Regions from separate parts of the Triticum aestivum genome. Here region 2 is linked to region 1. Evidence: chromatin contacts called from public Hi-C data. All regions are on one chromosome and are shown on one strand. The core of a region is the stretch at or near the end of the contact, and the rest is flanking DNA. Distances in the headings are between cores, read along the strand shown. Region 1 holds the start of LOC123107033 (cytochrome c1). Region 2 holds the start of LOC123103704 (protein FAR1-RELATED SEQUENCE 5).

Region 1 (4,329 bases), core at 1,060-3,559:
CCGGCATAAAAGGCGGTTGGGTGGCCCGCCGAGCCCGGCAAATTCAAGCGACGCAGCTCGCTGCTTCACCTCCCTCGGCTAGCTTGATGGAGCAAGTTGCCGCCCCAAGCCGACGTGTGGTTCAGCTACTCGCCGCTCCAAGCTAGTTCGTGAAGGAGTGGTGAGTTGCTCCAGGCCGGCACGGCAAGGAACATGGTAGCACGGGCATCGTCGCTACCGGCGACGACGTTGCATCGTATCGCGCCTCCAATGCCTACGACCGCGCCATTTGCTGTCGACGCGCTCGTAGCCGCACCATGCAGGCAGAGAAAGAAGCCGGCTTTGCGGATATCGACGAGGTGGCGGCCAGCATGTCCGTGCCCGTCCCCATCATCAAGGAGAAGTAGAACACAGGTGGCCGCGTCGCTTGGGTCCCATGAAGGCCACCGCCGAGGCACTGCCGGCGTACACAGCGGTGTCTTGCCCTCTCGCCAGTCAACGTTGTCCCCTTACCTAAGAACCAACCTTGGTCCGTGCAGCGTAGGGACCCTCCCCCTCCGGCTGAAGCATCAGGCGGCGATTCCACTCCGGTGAGCGGTGCGAAAGTGAGTCGTCTTTTGCGCTGAAGCATATATCTCTGGGGCTCATCGCTGCCGCTCATGGGGACAGCGTTGGAGACCCACCGCGGCCGGCAATAGATAGTCGAGGGTATCATGTCGTCAGAATGGATACCTGCCGGCGCCGGCCGTAGACTAGTCCGGTTTTGTCCGGTTTGTATGAAATTCGTCGTGTTTATATAAAATACAGCCCAGTTTGCATGAATTTCATCCGCTTTGTTGAAAAAGAGTTTGAAATATATGCAGTTGAATAGCGGCATCCCGCATCCGTGTTCATGGACGGATGCGGGAAGAAATTTGCGGGTCACCGTTAGAGACGCCCTAAAGTTGCATAAACCGTGACATGACAATAAAATCTAGTAATAACGTTGCATAAACAAGGAAATGGCAATAAAATCTAGCTATTACACCACCAGGCATGCAATACATACACAGAAAAACCAAAAAAAAACTGAGCATTACAGCACGGAAATGAACAAGAAAATACCATTATCAATCTCAGGGGCACAAATATTTCCTCAAAATAAATAAAGAATAATTCAGGTAGACGTATCGGCCACGACCTTGCTCTCTTCAACACTTTCAGTAGAATCAACAACAGTAACCTGAACTGAATCAGGATCCACACGTTTCTCTTCTTCCACCACCTGTGCATGTGTCTGGGGATCCTCTGCAGCCTCAGGCTCCAGGATTTCGGCCGTGTGATTTGGCTCGGTCGTCGCAACGGAGGGCTCAACTGCTAGCTGCTCCTCTGTCACTTCATTTTCATCAGCGGTAGCTGCTGCTGGTTCTTCAGCCTTCTTCTCTGGCTCAGCCTCAGGAGCTTCGTCGTCAGTCTCGTCGTTCTGTCAAAAGGAGCAGATTCAGTAGAGCTTCTTGACTCATCAAGTGCAAATCGCATAAAGATAAATTGCAACCTGAACTGAATCAGGATCCACACGTTTCTCTTCTTCCACCACCTGCGCGTCATGTGCATCCTCTGGCTCCAGGATTTCGGCCGTGTGATTTGGCTCGGTCGTCGCAGTGGAGGGCTCAACTGCTAGCTGCTCCTCTGTCGCTCCATTTTCATCAGCGGTAGCTGCTGCAGGTTCTTCAGCCTTCTTCTCTGCCTCCGGAGCCTCGACGTCACTCTCGTCGTTCTGTCAAAAGGAGCAGAATCAGTAGAGCTTCTCGACTCATGAAGTGCAAATCGCATAAAATTGCAGGATACACCATCCAGATAAAAGGGGATGTTAGAAATCCCCTGCTGCTATCCATGGAACTTGTTGACACCCTACCAAACCAAGTTTTATCGTGTGACTAATGGACTAATGAAACATGACCGCAACTGCTAAATCAAAACCTGCTCTTCTGTCACTGTATTAAAGTAGCGAGTGAAGAGGAAATCAAAGCTGTGTACCTCTTTGAGCAGGTCGCTGAGAGACCTCCGGCGAATCCCGTCGGCGGCCGGTTCAGTTTCAGCCACAGCCACACCGGCGACGTTCTTCTCCGCGGCGTCCTCCAGAACCTCCGGCGCCTCACCTTCTACCTTGAGGTCAGCAGGCTTCGTCGCACACGCCCCCATCTCCACTGCAGCGCCGCCGCTAGAGCGAGGGTTGACGGAGTCAAGAACCAGATAGCCAGGAACACACCCACACACACACGCAGCAGGAAGCGGTATTCGTTATATGCAGCGGCGGATGTGCTCCAGCTGACCAGCCGGTACCCGGTAGGTTAGGCACTCCGCTACCTGCCATTGAGGCCGGCCAAGACAGTTCTATATTCTATGCTGCAATGCAAGGAGACTCCGGTCAACGTCCTGCTGGGGCGCAGGACCCGGCAACTCCTGAATAACAAACTCGCTGCGTGGTGCTGTCATTGCGCATATCATATGCGGCTGCCCATCCCATCATCGATGTTAGTAGTACTTCCTGCTGCCCATTGGACTTTGGGACGGCGGCGGCCGGTTGTGCTGCTGCCTGCCGGTGTGTTGGGCGTCCCAGGGCAGGCTCCGGAATTTCCTAACCACCGCAACTAGCGCCCACTAGGCGCGGTGCGGTGCGGTGCCCTTTCCCGTTCATGCTCATCACACTACGTCCGTCCGTGCATAATGATGCAGTGGCCCTTCTGGCAGAATGGCAATCATCCTACAGAAACAGCTGGTTCTCGTTGTTAATTTGGCCCTCGGGAAATTAGAAAAGCCTCCTGTTTGTTTCCCTGGCCATGATTGCTCGTCAGAATCATTGTTCTTGGAATTTGGAATCTCGTATATACGCAGCATCCAACCTCGGTTGATAAGATAAACTCTCAACCGGTAGTTGAGTATCAGGCACACTACCGGAAGTAACTAACGCTTTTATTTTAATCTGGACAGGGACAGGCAAGACCTTCTGCTACGGCCAAAATGGAGAGATGAAGATTGAAACCAGCACGCAGAAACACGGCTTGCTCGTTGACACATTCAGAGGCATTCTGACAGCAACATTGAAAGGCAAATCAGCAGCACCAGCAGCTCCGTTGAATTAGTGTCAGTAACATTTCCCGAGTTCCATGGACATACGCCATACGGCAACATCCTTGTTTGCCGGGGAAAAGCAGTAGCCGGGCCTGAAAGACAGCAACCCTTCTGTCAGTGCGAAACCGATCGTCATATGCAGGGAGCTGCTATGTCACGCTCGCCGCGAGTAATAGGCTCATGTCGCTCACGTTTTTCTTCTTCTGAGGCTACTCGAGTCGCTCACGTGGTCAGCTCGCGTCCCTAACTGTTACATGGGTCTCCTGGCGTGCGTCTCCCACCTAGCGTTGCGCCAAAGAGGACAGGAGATGAGCCTAAACCTTAAACTCTAAACCCCAACCCTAAACAGGCAAGCCCTTCAGTCACAGCTGCGGGTTGCAAGAGGCCTACCTCATCCCTTTGTATTGTCTGGCCGTGTACTCTATTTGATTGGTGTTTTATATATATAACGGGGCGAAAGCCTGTTTCAAAAGATGTGGGATGGGGTTGGGGCAGAAGCATTCTCCCTCAACTGGCGGTCGTGGCGACCACGACGCGGCCCACGTAGGTTGACATGTTGGGGATTCCATCGCTAATGGTCTAGTAGGTTGTTAGAGTTTCAGGAAAGGAAGATGTGCATTTGAAAAAAGTTTTACCACTATGTTTTTTTTAAATAAGTCCTTTTAAAGCATCGTGTGATTTGAGGAGGAGATTTGTAAAAAGGATTTCCAATTAATCAGTAGAGGCCGGGCCAGTGAATACTGGTTTGACGACCCAGAGGAGCTCGCAGAAAAGCTGGTGATGCTGGTAAGGCGCCGAAGCTCGTTTATTCTGCCATGCGGAAAGTAGGGTTCTCGACAGAGCACGGTTATAAAGTAAGTCCTATTCGGCGCCCTAAGCGCCGCTTAAAGGCAATTTCGTCCGAGGCGCACACGCCTGGTGCACTAGTTGGAGTAGCGGGCCGACCCACATCCTCCAGTTCCATTTTTTTCTACGTTTCACCTGGTTTTGTCTCGATTTCCAGTTCGGCATTTTCTTCGCGTTTCTTTATCTATTTTGTTTATGTTACATTTATGTTCTTTTTTTTTCTCCTTTTTGGTTCACTTTCTGTGAACATATTTTTGAATACATGAATCTTTTCAAATCTGCAATTTTGTTTCAAATTCGTGATTTTTTTGTGCATTATTTTTTTTTCAAATTTGTGCAATTTTGAAAGTGATTGAACTTTTAGCTCTGAGCTTTTTAACAAATTCCATGAAC
Region 2 (4,329 bases), core at 1,048-3,547, 450 kb before region 1:
TGGGATTTCAGATTATATTTCTCTACAAGTGAACCCCATGCCATCTCAAATTCCTCCACGCTTATCATGTGATTCACCACTTTGTGGAACTCAGCCCTGAACTCGCTCTTGCTTGTGTACAGAGGGCCAAGGCTTTCTTTTGCCTTTTTAAGCACATGCCACTTGCACCACCTGTGGACAGTATTAGGGAGCTCGCTTTGGATTGCTATCTCCATGGCTCGTGCTTGGTCTACAAATTGTACAACATATTAGAACAGACTCAAATATGTGAAATTATCTAATAATAGACACCAGGAAATGCATTTTTTTGCTTAGATTGGCACAAACCTGTCAATATTGTCTGCGGGTGTTTCCCGCCCATCATGTTGATGAACTCAGAAAATACCCATTGGAAGCTCTCTACTTGTTCATCGCGCATCAGCACTCCAGCTAGTATTATGCTTTGGAAGTGATTGTTCACTCCCACGAACAAACCAAATGGCATGTCATACAAGTTTGTCCGGTATGTTGTATCGAATGTGACAACATCGCCAAAGAACTTGTACTGCAGCTTGATGTTTCCATTTGTCCACATAAGGTTTTTTATTCTGCTTTCCTCGTCACCCTAGACCCTATATGTGAATTCCGGGTCGTTCTGCTGAATCTCTTTGAAGACGGCAAGGGTTTTGTTGACATCATCATCAGCTTGGTCTCTGCTTATTCTCCCGCACAGATTGCGCAATGACCTTTTTGTAAAAGGCACGCTCTGTGTTGATCCGAAGAAGCTCCCAACTATGCTATACACCTTGTTGAGGTTCAGATTGTTTTCCCTAAGCTGTTTCACGAGATCCTTTGTGTACACATCTGTGTGTTTGTGGGATGGCCAGTGAACCTTTTCCCCGCATGTAAGAGATAGCGAATGATTGTGGCTTGCCCGGTGCTCAGCAATGTACCATCCATTGTCTGCAGCTCTTAGTAACCTCACCATCGCAGGGCACTCGCAACGGCAAGATCTGCTATTCTGCTGCTCAAGTTTCCCCTGCAAACATTTTCTTTCACATGTCAGACAGTTCGATATGAAATTGCAGAGGTCACGATATTTCGCAAAAGTATATAAAAACAAGTGAGTTTCTTGTTGCTGACCGAGCATCCACAAACAATCTCTTGCATACATTTAGTCCTCTCAACATTGAGACGACTCTTGCCATATCGTATACCAAATCCAAGCTCCCACGAATATAGATTATAAAAATCATAAGCTTCCCCAAGGGAATCAAAACTCATCCCAATCTGCGGCTTTACTACACTTTCTGTAGGTTTGTCGGCATATCTCCTTATGGTTTCTTCCAATGGAGTTACTCTACCAGCACACGGAACTCTATCAAGGGGAGCGCGCCCAATTCGAAGCCTGAAATTTGAGGGAGGCTCACTTTTTAGTTTGTGAATGTTATATATTATCTCAGGAGTTTATCACTAGTCATGAAAAAATAAGACATTTTTCTATTTTTTGCATCACCATAGCTGACACTAATTTTTTCTGCAGAGGATTATCTACTACTCTACTGAAATTGTACCCATTTTGTAAAAAAATTCCATGATTCAGTTATGTACCTCCTCGTCCGCCCTGGTGCCTCTGGGTTAACCTTCCCAGTGGACTCAGCATATTTCGTTGGTGAGAGCGGCCTCTTGCAAGGGGATCTGACATGGTGAGTTGAAGCGCCGATATGACCAAATACACTTGCGGAAGATGAGTCGGCAGTTGCTCGCCGACCGCCGGACGTCCACCAGCACCAGCGGATCTGGCCGCTCAACGTCGGCGGTGACCTCATTCAGCGGAAATCTATGGATCCAGGGGGGGAAAACAAGAAGCAGTCAGCATTTTTCCATCGGTTGTTCATCTATGCGACCAGAAGAACAGAGTGGTCAGATATACGTCGTACCTGTCGACTGGATCTAGCAGAAATTCAAGCCCGTTCTGCAATTCTTCCGCACACATCGTCGCACTTCCCTCCTCTGCCATTTGTGGAACTTGCGCCGTCTTCACTTGGTAGGGTTTGGGATAATGGGGGGGGGGGGGGGGGGGGGGGCGTGGAGCGGAATTGCTCATTGTTGGGAGAAGACCGTCATATCTCTGGGTTGCCCCGCACCTGCCCAACGCATACATCATTTACTGCGGCGGTGACGGCGCCTTTTTCCATCAGACGGTGCCGTGCGTGTCTGTTCGGAGGACCACATTCTCGCAACGGAGCTGAGCCACGGACCGGCTCATTGCCATCACGGCACGCTCCTACAATGTGCCAGCCAGCTGTCGTACAGAACTGTTCACAACCGTATTCCGGCATCAGATTCGTTTTACCACGACCGTATTCTCTGATATGGCCCCACTAGCGCATATCTCTAGAAGTGGACCAATGAACATGATAAAGTGTTCAGCTGCTGCCGCTCTCAGTAACGCCGCTCTCATAAAACATTAACTACATGATTATTTTCCCATGAAGTTCTGTACACAGCTTACAATAAAATAGCTCGGTTCATCTACACTAATTTTTGCTCAGATCGATGGCGGCATGTGACAGAATGGTACACGTAGCCTAAGCAAGAGGATTGAGAAATCCAAAGTGGAAGGCAATACACCAACCATTAATCAACCAAGAATAGTCAAAAAATTAAGAGCATGTGCCATACTCATACCAAATGGAGAAAGATTGAAATGAGAAAATGTTTTTCCATGAAGGAACAAAATTAAGACAACATGAATGGATAAAGTAAGAGGATTGGTCCTTTGTAAAGAAGAACTGGGAAGGAAGTACAAATCTAACCTTGGAATGAGGATTGATTATTCTTGTCTATCATCCCAACAAAGCATTTTCTCAAAGCTTTCTCTGCAATGTAGCGCGCTAGCACTCTACAATGCAAAAAAAAAAATCATGAATATATTAGTATGTGAATGTGAATAAGATAAATAATATGAAGTCATGTATATGCATTAGATACTTGCTAGTGCCTGTGCCACCATCATCAGAACCCTTTAGTTAGGTTCAGAATATTTACTTTGAGTTGTAGCAGTCATCATCTATGCATAACCCAGTTTTAGGGGAAATACTTAAGAATGATGAGGAAAAAAATATCTATATAAGTAGCTCACATTTTAAAGCAGGCAGGTACACCTATTCCACAGCGGTTTAGTTTTAGGGAGCTTGTAAAACTAAAAGATATAAACTTTTTTAAACATGTACTGTCTTTGGGAAGCTTTAATAATGTAGTGTATTAAGTAAGAGGCAGGAGTTGTGGATGTTTGAAAAATAACCCCTGAAAGAAATATGTGTCTAAAAAGATAGGAAATCAAGGTGCTCATGTTACCTTTTGAAGGTAGAAAATCACATGTAAAGCAAGAAGTGAGATATAAGGGATCATATGCATTGATGCTTTTTTTATAGGGTGCACTACTAAAATACTATGGTATAGTGTGTACGCAAGTAATGGGCAACAATTGATACATGTAGATTATTATGTTAGAAGTATTTAGTATAATCAACCCACACAAAGTTACTGTTTTCTATCTAGTATAATGTCATACATGGAAACATGAAACTGGTATGGCTACAATCATTTAGACCTCTCTCTCTCCCTCTCCATGGCCCCTGATCTCTTTCTCATCATTGGTGATACAACATAAAGAGAACAACAACAACAACAACAACAACAACAAAGCCTTTAGTCCCAAACAAGTTGGGGTAGGCTAGAGGTGAAACCCATAAGATCTCGCAACCAACTGATGGCTCTGGCACATGGATAGCAAGCTTCCACGCACCCCTGTCCATAGCTAGCTCTTTGTCGATACTCCAATCCTTCAGGTCTCTCTTAACGGACTCCTCCCATGTCAAAATCGGTCGACCCCGCCCTGTCTTGACATTCTCCGCACGCTTTAGCCGTCCGCTATGCACTGGAGCTTCTGGAGGCCTGCGCTGAATATGCCCAAACAATCTCAAACGATATTGGACAAGCTTCTCCTCAATTGAATAAAGAGAAAAGAGAGACTAAAACACATGAGAGCTAGAGGATATACATTTTATCTACATTTTAAATATGTACAGAGAAGTAACCGTGGATGCCAATGTTAATGCAACAAGGAATCTAATGGTTTTCCAATGCATATAAGTAGCCTGATCAACATAGTTTCTGAATATATATGTAACTCATTTTATTGATTAGAGTAGCCATTGTATGAGGCAGTTTTGGATCTTCTGAATCTCAAGCAAAAAGATTGAAAACCAACTATTTCCTAAAATTACATATCAAAGAATATCCTATTTCAAATATAGATAAAGTAACATGCCAAAGCAAGCAAAT

What was found. A called contact is a pair of places that touch in the nucleus more often than the background predicts.
Region 2: a contact with region 1 is called in a Hi-C map of leaf, with 3 times the contacts expected there. The contact joins the promoter of LOC123103704 here to the promoter of LOC123107033 in region 1. A contact is called at or near these places in 1 of 5 Hi-C or Micro-C datasets (leaf) and 1 of 1 datasets of contacts at active chromatin or transcription factors (leaf).

Annotation. Positions count from the first base shown.
Region 1 is chr5A:415,814,001-415,818,329 of IWGSC CS RefSeq v2.1, reverse strand. It overlaps LOC123107033 (cytochrome c1), which reads right to left and starts at 2,309. Exons shown (of 3, transcript XM_044529042.1): 1 at 1,996-2,309; 2 at 1,556-1,735; 3 at 1,069-1,441. The coding sequence starts at 2,160. The coding sequence ends at 1,136.
Region 2 is chr5A:416,261,216-416,265,544 of IWGSC CS RefSeq v2.1, reverse strand. It overlaps LOC123103704 (protein FAR1-RELATED SEQUENCE 5), which reads right to left and starts at 2,297. Exons shown (of 7, transcript XM_044525373.1): 1 at 2,210-2,297; 2 at 1,920-2,007; 3 at 1,591-1,819; 4 at 328-1,018; 5 at 1-229. The coding sequence starts at 574. LOC123103705 (a long non-coding RNA gene) reads right to left here. Exons shown (of 4, transcript XR_006449939.1): 4 at 4,215-4,329.